2 separate regions of the Mus musculus genome follow, and region 1 is linked to region 2. The links are chromatin contacts, called in public promoter capture Hi-C maps. All regions are on one chromosome and are shown on one strand. The core of a region is the stretch at or near the end of the contact, and the rest is flanking DNA. Distances in the headings are between cores, read along the strand shown.

Evidence for each region. Promoter capture Hi-C pulls out the DNA fragments that hold promoters and counts their contacts.
Region 1: a contact with region 2 is called in a promoter capture Hi-C map of second pharyngeal arch cranial neural crest, with 3 times the contacts expected there. The contact joins the enhancer-like site here to the promoter of Cited1 in region 2. A contact is called at or near these places in 6 of 39 promoter capture datasets (embryonic stem cells, frontonasal cranial neural crest, pre-B cells and 3 more), 1 of 484 Hi-C or Micro-C datasets (reprogramming fibroblasts), 2 of 115 datasets of contacts at active chromatin or transcription factors (embryonic forebrain and embryonic stem cells) and 2 of 9 other capture datasets (adipose tissue and liver).

What each region holds. Positions count from the first base shown.
Region 1 is chrX:102,283,822-102,289,525 of GRCm38.p6, reverse strand. It overlaps Hdac8 (histone deacetylase 8), which reads left to right. Exons shown (of 11, transcript NM_027382.4): 11 at 4,358-4,888. The coding sequence ends at 4,380. Among named protein-coding and RNA genes, the nearest start is that of Gm32262, 9.7 kb to the left of the region's middle. Within about 2 kb of position 4,360, at least 6 of the 459 cell types and tissues checked have an H3K27ac peak or open chromatin away from gene starts, as enhancers often do. A contact at or near this core is called in second pharyngeal arch cranial neural crest, where this site is marked.
Region 2 is chrX:102,248,591-102,254,177 of GRCm38.p6, reverse strand. Cited1 (Cbp/p300-interacting transactivator with Glu/Asp-rich carboxy-terminal domain 1) reads left to right here and starts at 1,997. Exons shown (of 3, transcript NM_001276466.1): 1 at 1,997-2,144; 2 at 5,491-5,587. The coding sequence starts at 5,556. It overlaps Gm14858 (predicted gene 14858), which reads right to left and starts at 1,527. Exons shown (of 3, transcript NR_040285.1): 1 at 1,154-1,527; 2 at 565-698.

The DNA.
Region 1 (5,704 bases), core at 3,111-5,610, 33 kb before region 2:
GGGGAGGAGGTGCATGGATTTGTCCTGTTTTGGAATTAGAATCCATAGGACTTGAGAGTGGATTAAAGAGGAAGATTGTAAATAGAGGAAGAAGTAAGCGCCCCTGTTCAGCACTGTGACAGAAAGACAAAAGGACCAGGGGTCTGTTTTATATCCTAAGTGCTCACACCTCATTGAGTGGCATGGATGCAGAACAGTTCCCCTTCTGAGAAAGCTCTTTTCAACAACACAAGTCTATATATATTAAAAAGACTAAATAATCATAGAAGTTTTAAGTCTCAGACTGGAGGAATATCTATACTCTATGAAGAATTAGCTCAACAATAAGAAAATAAAGAACCCAACTTGGGAATGCCAAAAGATGAAAAAAGAGCTCATGAAAGATACACAGATGGCAAGAAATTGTATGGATAAGTGTTCAACATTGTATGCCACAAAGAACCCAGGCTTCCTGAGTCGTGGTTCAGAAGGTCTTATATATCAGAAATGAAGTCTTAGCACAATTAATTACCCAAACTGGAATGTTGGAAAGAAAATGGAGTGTCCTGTGTGTAAACTAGAAATTATAAAGAGGCCAAAAGGTTTTGCTTCCAAAAGGGATTTGCCTATTCATATTCTTTAAACTTTTCAGTCTCCCACATTTAACACTGGAAACTTTGCATTCAAATGTATATTTTTTTACTTCATTTGGGAAATGAAAAATGTAGACACATCAGGGCCTATATGCCTGCCTAGTGGTGAATGGCTAGATCCATTTGGCAAATGTGCATCTTATTTGCCACAAACTCTATACACTTACTTTAGTCAAACATGGCTTTCCATTCACACTGTTTTAGGCATCTTTACTTTTATAGTAATTGAATAAAAAGGAAACCTTGAGAAACGGTCTAGTTGTCCTGGAACTCAGTATGTAGACCAGGCTGGCCCCAAGTGTTGGGGTGAAAGGTGTGCACCAGCATAGCCAGTGGGAAGCTATTTACTACACATTTATTACACTGGTCATGGTTCAAGGTGGTCAAATGATAAACAGGAGCTCCATGCCTTGCCCTAGTTGGATTTTGCTCACGTGGATTCTTGGGCTCTCTTGGCATTTATGTTGGCCCCCTCTGACCTGAAGGCTAACCACAAGATGCCTCTAAGTTCTGTTTGCTCCTTCCTCTTGCACTGTCTCCCAAGCCTCAGACTGTGTTAGCCTTTAGAATTTTCTCAGGCTACCACCCACGGCTAGAAAAGCTAGACATCAGGAAAGAAACAATGGGCATAATTTAAGTTTACATGTTTATGGTTACCCAGATCCAACCTTGCTCATCGTCAGCTATTGGTAGAAGTTATTCTTGTTGTTTTACTTAATTGCCTCCAAATGTAAGTCAGGCATAACAGAATCCAGCATCCACCTTTCCTCTTTGTGGTCATGTGTTGCTAAATCATAGTGCCACAGAGTCTTATTCTTTCACATATTCATTTCTTCTCCAAGCAGTGACCATGCTTACAGATGATCCTTGCTTCAGGACATCAGCCTGTGGGCTGCCCTCAGCAGGGACCCCAAGGACAGAGCCTGTCCAGGAGAAAGCTTTAGGCTTTACTTCCAGATGGTAGGGGATACTGAAATGTCTTGGCTCGGGAAAGAGTGTGACCAAAGTTGGCAGTGACCAAGAAGCAGCCCTACAAGCAAAAGCATCAATGAAGAGGCTAAGACAGTGACCCAAGTAAGAGATGTGATAAAGGTTAAGCAGTGCCAAGAGAAAGATGACTGAACATGGAGACATCTTGAAGTAAAATTCGGGAACCCATAAGAAATAAGGGGGCATGAACCAAGGCATGAAGAATCAGGCAGGGGCCAAGAAGCATTTTGAGTTTGTTTCAAACACCAAAACCACCATCTAAAATAGATGAAAAAAAACCTGCTAAATTTGGCCTCATCAAAATTAACTTTTGCTTTGCAAAAAAATGTGTTAGTAGAATGAAGAGATAACAAATGTACTGAGATAAAATATTTGCAAGTCATATACCCAACAACAGATTTGTATCTAAAACATACAAAGAGCTCTCCAAACTCAACAGTAGAAAAAAATACAAATTAAAAAAATGGGCATAAGACATTTAAAAAAGAATGTACAGATAGCAAATTTAGCACATAAAAGATGTTTAACATCATTAGCTATTAGGTCAAAGTAAGATCACAGCAAGGTATCACTATGTATCCACCAGACTAGGCGAGCGGAACACTGGCAAGGATGTGGAGAAACCAGCTTCCTACCGCATCCCTGGTAACAGCGGAAATGCCACAGAGACTCTGGAAAACACTTCAGTTTCTTATAAAAACTAAATGTATACCGTGTTCACAGAAAACCTCGCATGTATATGTTCGTAGAAGCTTTATTCATAATAACCAAAAGCTCAGTTGTTCTTTAGTGGGTATTGGTTAGATAGACCATGCCACATGCATGGGTATTTCTTGCATACAGCAACTTGGGTGGGTTGTTTTACATTTATTAATGTATATTAATTGTACAAAATAATGTGTTCCACTGGCATTTTCATACATGTGTATCATATATACTGATCATATTCACCCTTATCACCATCTCTCTCCACCTTTTTTTTTAGATACATCTTAAAAGCAGTACACTGAATGAAAATGCTAGTTGCAAACGTTTACATACTGGAATAGTCCATGTATATAACATTTCTGGATGTGAAACTGTTTTAGAGATGAAAAACATTAATGGTTGTCAGATCCTAGAGTAGGTGAAGGGGGAGGGGTGGGAGTGATTAGATTTTCACAATTAGAATAAGATTATATGAATCTACACTTGTGACAAAATTATACAGAGCTGGATACTTATTAACACACAAGTACATGTCAGACTCTTGAAATACAAATAATATCTGTGAATGATGCCAATGACTACCAAGTTTTGATATTAACACCAGTCATACAAAATGCTAATTGGAAAAACCTGCTGAAGGCCACAAGGGCCCTCACTAACCTGAGTTTTGTTGTTGCTGTCATTTGCAACTTCCTTTGGCTCTGCACTGTGTGATAAGACACCACTGTAGTGACAAACAACAACTCAGGAGCTGCCAGGCAAGCCAGAGGATACAGCCCCTAAAGGTTTGGGGAGTTAGAAAGCTTCTGTGTCGTGTGTGTGTGTGTGTGTGTGTGTGTGTGTGTGTGTGTGTGTGTGTGTGTGTGTGTGTGTGTGTGTGTGTCTGTCTGTCTGTCTGTCTGTTTGTCTGTCTCAGGTCTGTGCATAAAAGAAAGTTGGTTTTACTATAGGTTACTGTGTCGTGTGTGTGTCTGTGTGTGTCTGTGTGTGTGTGTGTGTCTGGCTGACTGGCTCAGGTCTGTGCATAAAAGAAAGTTGGTTTTACTATAGATTACTTTTAAAGTTACAGAAGCAGGACTTAATTATAGAATACTTTCCTAGCATTCACAAGGATCAGGATTTGATTCCCAGCACCAAAATCTAAGTAAGATTTTCTTTTACTTGAAAATAGAATAGTAACTGCTCCGTTCTGATCACCTCCTCCTTTCCTGCCTTTTGCACTCATCCATCAAGCTCCATCTACTGTATACCTGCTAGTGGGAGGGAGGCTCCCCGCGAGATGGTGGAACTTAAAGTAGAACAGTATTCTTCCTGCTCTAGAGGACAGTCAGGCAGTGGAGCTTAGACTCATGTTTCAACCCAAGGAAATAGAGCAGAGAGAAAACTGACCAGGGACCAAGTGAGGGAACTGATTCCTTTTAAAGCCTAGTCCTGTGCAGTGCTTTCCCAACAGAACTCTGGGGTCCCTTACTCCATACTACACAGGTTCCCATGAGAAAAAGTGCCAGAAGGGCTGTACCCTGCTAAGGGTGACAAAAAGGCTAGGGTTAAAGGAAGATTTGATGCAGCTAACTGTGAACTCTGAAAATTGTTACCTGGATGTGCACATCAGTATATGTATAATGAGTGTGTGTGTGAGTGTGTGTGTGTGTGTGTGTGTGTGTATGTGTGTGTGTGTGTGTGTGTGTGTCTAAAAACCATTTGTTTTCTTTATAACTCTTGACTGGTGGTGGCATTGGGATTAGCTGTATGGTTCTTCTGGCTTGGCCTGGACCCACCCACTATCAGCAGTCCACTGCCCTGGTGGTGAAAAAACTTACTAACTTGCATAATACGTTCTAGGATAACAGGAATATCTAGGCCCTTTTTCCCTCATCATTTAGGGCTTATCCCCATAAAAAGGGCCACCACAGTCTCATTTTCAGCTCCAAAATGTAAATGCGTATTTCCTTCTTCACAGCCCTATTGAGATATGTAATTCATACATGTTACCTGAATCTGAATTGTGTTTTCTCTCCTGTCTGCAGGGAATCTGAAGCATGTGGTCTAGTTGACAAAAAGAGATCAGGTTCCCAGAGCTGGGCAGCAGTGCCTATAATGAAGACAGTGTGTTGATGCAAGCGGTTTGTGGAATTTGTGACTGCAGGGGAAATTTGGAAGAAATTACTTCCTGAAAATTTCCAAGGGGCACCAAGTGGCAGCTGGCCTCCTGGGGTGAGGAGCCAGGCACCCCGGAGCCAGGCCTAAGGGGAAGAAGAAGATAGCCAGTGTTTAAAGTGTTTATTTTAAAACACAAATGCAGTTTTTAATGGTTCAAAATTATTTTTAAGCAAGTTGGGGGGAAGAATTTTATCTTCATAAAGGGGACAAGTCAGGAGCTGCAGAAGAGTGGGGTTGGGTAGGGGGGTCAGCAGATGGGCAGGTTCGGCCCTCGGGGCCATTTAGATAGAGACCTGTGGGGGAGGGGTATCAGCAGACTGGGAGGTAAGGAGGAGTCTACCACTTTTGTTTTAGTATGATGCACTCCAGTTGTTCTTAATAAAAGTTTTGAAAATGTAGCTCGTCCCACCGCTCTGTTACTGCTACCGACAGCACACACAGTTCTGAACATTTCCTGCCACCAAAGGTCAAAAATGGCCCTCTTGTTCCCATACTCTGCCCTGGCCAGCCTGGGACTCTCACCTTAAATTTTGGACCCTCCTGGGGAACTAGTGTATCCCCAGACCAGATGACAAGCTCTGTCCTGCGCTGGAGTCTGACCATGAAAAAGAAGGTGCGGAGTTATAGGCTCTGCATCCATGAAAAGGGGCCTGCTACATTCTGAGGAGCCGTTTGCTCTGTCAAGGACTCATGGGTCGGAAGGCATTTCCCTCAAAGGGCATTTCCATGGGTAAACAGGACACTTGCAGCTCAAGTGTAGACAGTTGATTCACATGACAGTTGGCTGGTGTGATGGGGAAAGATGGCAAACTATGGGGGAAGACGACCATTTGGTGGGATTTTTATAACATGATTGACCAAATGTTTATTAAGTTCTTTCAACCACTGTGACAAGTCTAAGAGACACAAGCGCAGCCCAGTCCTGGCCTGGGGCAAGGGGAAAAAGAAAAGCAAATATATGCACAAAGCTGGGAATCTCTGAATTGCAAGCTTTGCCCAACAGGCCCTCAGCAGCATCTGGAGGGATGGCTAACCTGAAGTTCCCCCCAGGCAAGCAAGAGCATTCCACAGAAGGGAGTGAGAAAGCCTTGAGTCTGTCCTGAGCTGGGAATAGCCATGCTTTTATTAAACAGTGAGAGTGTCTGGTGGACTAGAAGTACCAGTCGCTTCAAATGTCCACTATTCTAATTATACACTCTAGGCTTAAGGCACTT
Region 2 (5,587 bases), core at 748-3,247:
GGATGGGGGAAGGGGCTAGCTGTTGAGCAACTGCTCCGGAGACACTCCAGAAGCTGAGATGAACATATGCCTCTTTCTAACAATTGGCCTGGGAGCCATCCAATAGATGGAGGGCGGATCCACGGGTCCGGGATCCGGAGCCTGCAACCCAGCTGCATCTGCAGTTTAGGAACCAGCTCTAGAGTCCAACAAGAGGAGAAGGGGGCAGGTCAGGGGTCCAAATTAGCAACTGTAATTCAAAAGCCTAAGTCCATTCCTCTACTGATTGCTTTCACAAAAACTTTTTCTCATCTTCGGCAAATATTAAGGAGGCTTTGGAAGGGTGCCTTGCCTGCTACCCCAGTAGAGCTTTGGGATCCCTATAGATTGTACCTTTTCTCAACAGGGAACTAGGCACAACCCACAATCCAAGTGGAAAAGTGTAGCGATGGTGTGGGGAGTGTGGTTGTTTCCCCGATTTTGAGTTGGAGCAGAGTGGGAGGGGCCAAAGCAATCAGCAATGAAGAGAGGCAGCTTTTCAGCCTACCAAGGGGAAAGGGTCCCCTAATTACTCAGGGTACTCACCCCAGCTTCCTCCAAATGCCAAAGAAGGGCCTAATTCTGTGCCTCCATTTGTGCCCCCTCTTTGTCAGCAAGCCGGTCATTTCATCAACAAACACGACTCTGTTAGAAGAGCAAATTAAGGACACTTTGCGATCCTAAAAAAAAAAAAAAATCAGAAAGAAAAAAGATCTTCAGGTCATCAAAGCCAACTAAAAAGACACAAGACACAGACAGTGAAATGACTCTGTAACAGTCCTCCCCCCACTCACACCCCCTTTTCCTTAACATCGTACTTTTTCAAACGACAATGTTTTCCAAACAGTATAAACTGAATTGTTGAATGGAAGGAGTGTGTGTGTGGACGGTGGGGGGGGGGGTGTAGGGTGGGAATGGGGGAGGCTTGATTAGAGGACAGTAATCCTGGTGGCCTTCCTGCAAGGGGTGAATGAGGTGAGAGTTTCTACCCACAGGGAACATGCCTTGAAATGAGAAGCCCCAGATATCTTTCAGTGAGGATTGTAAGACACCTTACCAACACAAGAGACGTGCTCTACGTGCAAGATGTTATTCTTGCTAGATGTGAATAATTATATAATCATAATAAAATAACCTGGCATCGTGGCAAGAGGAATCTCTGCGAACTCAGTGGCAATCTTTTCGAACCCGCTGCCTGTTCTTGGCTTTTCCGTGAGCCATGTGAGTTGCATGCATGCACCTAGCCCCACGGTCCGGTAGAACAGCATTTCCCAGCGTCGTCGCATCCTGCCAGCCTCCTTCTGCCCTGGATGACCACAGGACAGAAAGCCTTGAAACCAACCTTGGGCCTTGAGGGAAGCCACCGCTGCCATATGATCTCTCTAAGTGCCCCTGCACAAAATGTAGGGAGTTTAGGGGGTAAGGGACACGCCAACCTCGGCCATTCCACGATGAGAAGACATAGCTCAAAAAGAGCAAACCGGCTCGGAGGAAGCCCTGCAGAAAACTAAGACCCGTGCCTTGCCTACACCGTCCCGTGTGCAAGTCCCTCTTCTGGACCTTTCCCTAAGCCAACAGCTCTTCTCTCTATCCATTGAAGCCCGTCCTGGCGACCCACTTGATTTAGGTCAGAAAACAGACACTAACAGCTCTCCCTCGCCTCGGTAAAATTACTAAGTGGAATTTATTGGGCAAGTCCATGCAGGGTGGTGGGGAGAGCCCACGTCCCAGGTTCGGGCTGTCACTAGTTTTAGAAAAACAAGTATAGGCCAGAGCACTGGGCGAGAAGTGACCATAATCAGAGACCATCAGCCCCACCCCAGTAGCTGCGTCGTGCCCCCAGGGCTGAGGGACAGGAGGGGACGCACGCACTCTGTTCCCTAGCCCGCCCTTTGCTTTCACAAGATCCACGGTGACTGCACCAGCTCGAGCGCCTTTAAAGGGCCACACACGCCAGCCCGCCGCTATAAAATGTTCCCGGCGGCACAGCTGCAGAAGTGCGCTGCCGAGCTGCGGTGAGGAAGCTAGCTCCGCCCGGCTGCTCCTCCCACAACCTATCGGCGCGGGGCTGCTCCTGGCAGAGAGGACCAGACGCGAGGAAGGCACAGCACCCACTCGGGCCCTCCGTAAGTATCCAGTTCAGATTTTGCCACCAACTCGCCCACGAGCCAGGACATGTGCTAATAATGCTCTAAGCTGGTTATAAAGACGTGAAAATTGGGGGGAGAGGGAAAAAAGGGGGGAAAGGGGTCTGTCCTTCCTGGGATTCCTAGCCGAGGCCAGCCTGCTGCTGTGTGCTTGTGCGCCAGGGCTCTACGGGAGGCAGTGGGGGCTTAAGAGCCCGGTCCCCGCGCCGAGAACCAAGCGTGGTGGCTGTGATCGCCACCGCCCCGGAGTCCGGGCGCCGGAGCTGCGGGCCGGCAAGAGCGCGGGTCGGGGCAGCTCGGCGCTGCCCGGTGCGGTGCGGCGGCGCGGCGCGGCGCGGCGGTGCAGGCTTTTCCCAGGCGCCCTGGGGTCGCGTGGCCGCCCGTGCGGCTGGGGACTCTGAAGCGAGTGGCTAGCGGCGGCGGCGGCAGTGTGCGTGCCAAGGGGGCTCGGGGCTAGGTCGCTTCGTCCGTACCTCAGCTCCTGTGAGCTTTCCTCTCCCGGGCAAGCAGCTTCGCGGAGGTAAGCCGGGCCGCCCGGCAGGACGCTGGGCTGGGCAGCAGGGGCCGAGGGCACCGGAGGCGGCCAAGCTGGCCGCGGGGCTGGGGGACTTGTTTGCTGCCGGAGCTGCCGGGCAGAGGGGCGGCAGCCCGGGCCGGCCCGCGGGACGCGGAGCCCACTTGTCCGGAGAAACCCGCAGCACATCCACTCCGGCGCCCGCGCTTTCTCCGGCTCTGCTTCCCCGACTTTGCCAATACCCAGGACTGCATCAGGCCGCTCGGGGGCCGCACAAAGCTCTTGTTTCCTGGGGGGCTGGAAGCGAGAAGGGCTTCTGGCTGAACTCAGCCAAGCTGCGTGCTGCAAGTTGGAACATTCTGGCAACTTGCTTTCCCCACGCAGCACGACCCCCGTGCACACGCCCCTCTCGGGGGAAGCGGCCGCGCGGCGCCCAGCCTCTGCCTCACGGGGAGCCTGATCAGGGGCGGGACAGCTAGTCTGAACCATGCCACTTTTAACGTTGTGACCTTGGGTTAAGTTATCGCACCCACCTCGGCACCTCGAATCTTTGCTAGCCAGCTGCGAGCAGCGGCAGCAGCGGACGCTCCGAGGGCGCTCGGAAGTGTCTGTGAGGCGCGCGAGCCACTGCCGCTGGCGCCAAAGTGCGCCCCCGCGCGCGGAGACGCTGCGGGTCCCCAAAGTCGCGCTGACGCGGAGACCCCGTGCTTCGTCGCCTGTCTGCTTCTGAGCACCTGAGGTAAAGGACGCTTGGAGCCCTCCGGCACTGGTGCTCGCGCCTGGCGTGCCGGGCTCCGTTCGGCCAAGCCCGCCTCGGTGGCTCTCTCCGGGCGCGTCGAGGAGGCCCCGGCGAGCTGTCCGTAAACAAGGGGCCTTTAGTTTTAAGGTGGCGAGTCTAGCTGGGCTGCTTGGAGAGCGTGCAAGCCAAGCCGCAGTGCTGTTTGGACATTTAGATTTCTCAGTAGCAATGGAGGTGGAGTATACCGGTTGGTGCCATTTTAACTTTTGCTCTCGGGACAGGTTCGAGATGACCCCCCCCCACCTGCCGCGCTCTTCCCACCCCACCCCCCTTCTCTTTCCTCTTCTCACCCTCCAACAGCGTTGGCGAAGGCTTTCTCGGAGGGTAGCCAGGCGAGGCCGGGCGGCGGGAGGGAGGCAGGAGACGCGAGCCGCGGAGTCCGCACTTGTTGCGCCGCTTTTTTTTTTTTTTTTTTCCCCGCGGAGCCTCGCCGCTGCTCCGCGGTCACCACTTCGTGGCTCGGAGCAGACCCAGACATCCGTCAACCAAGTTTTTTCCCTCAAATGAACGGAAGGGTGGGGTAGGAGACAGAAACTGGGGTTGTTGGGTGGGGGTGGGGGGTATGCAATCGCCTCTTAGACGGACTCCGGAGCTTCCCGAGGGGTGCGGGCTGGCGCGCCACGAGGGAAATGTTACAAGAGCCTGCCCGGCGAGCCCACACCAGAACACACGCACTTTCCTCATATTTCCCCCGCCCCTTCTTGTTGCTCTTGGGTTTTTTTTTTTTTTCCTTTTTTAGTACACTGGGGTACGAGTAGCGCACGGGAGAAAGAAGATGGATAGGAAGATGAAGCGATGAGGAACTTGAAATAGTGGCAGGGCAGTGCTGGCCCTCCTGACGACGGTGCACCTTAGGCGCCCTTGTCTTGAGATAGATGGCTGAAATATCCTAGGGTTGCCTCTTCAGTCAAGCAGTGGTGCGGAACCCAGCAAGTGCCTCTCCCTTACCCCCACCCCCACCCCACCCCCGTGTTTTCTCTTTTGCTTCCATCCTTTTCCCCCCAGTAGGCTGATATCAAAAGGGGGAAAATAGGGGGATAATGGTAACTTTAGAAGCCAGCACATTCTTAATGACCACTGGGAGTAAGAAGGAGGGTAGAGTCCTAGCAAATTCTAGCCCCTTTGAGAAATGACTGTTGGGGTCCTTAATTTTCCCAGTTTGAGGAGGGTGTTTTGTTTTATCTTGCCCCCCCCCCTCGTTCCCTTATCTCTTTTGCACTTGGGCAAGAGAATCCATCCATGGCTTTAGTAGCCATCTGGGTAAGTTCAGGTATGACGACTTGGCCAATGGTTAGAAGAGGCCTGTGGCATAGGACTACTAGATGATGCTCTCCAAACTGCTGCTGTTGCTTCCCTGCTAAAACCCAGAGGATTTTCCCTCCAGGAAGAATCCTTTCTTCTCTCAGCCACACATGGGTGTGGCCTGGTTCTGGGTTCTGGGACACTTGTCCTAGGAAAGCCCAATCTAAGAATTGTCTTGTAGAAGCTTGAGATATGGAGGAACTGGGCTATCCCAGTTATGCTATGGGGTTCCTGCTGCCTTGGGGTCTCCAGAACACCCTGATCTTCTGTCTTTTTGTAGGCATGGCCCAAGACAGGGCTTTGGAGACTTACTACATCTTCCTTCTTCTAAATTCTCATTTTTTCCCAGTCCCACTGAAGACCTGGATGCTAGTGGTCCATTGCCATGGTATACTGCTTTCTCAGGAACATGCCTGCTCTCAGAACCAGAAACAAACAGTGTCACCCCTACCTCTGGACTCTGAAATAACCTGGATGAGGAAATGTCCATGTGTCCTCTCTTGGCATTGTGGGTCACTGTTAGACCCTGGCTGAATAGAACATGCCCCTGGCCCAGGACAGAGTGAAAGCTGTCTCTGCTCTTGGGCCCAGGTGCTCTCTGTTTTGAGTTTAACTCTATCAGCATCCTTGTGTAGCTGAATGGATTCACCCCGACTTGGAATTTTCTAGTTCTCCCTTCACCTTTATTATTTCTTCTCTTTTACTTGCAGACCAACAGGCCCAGCTGGCGGCATCAACTGCCACCGATTTATCGGACTTCTGCCCAGGCTCTGAAATGCCAACTATGTCGAGGCCTGCACTTGATGT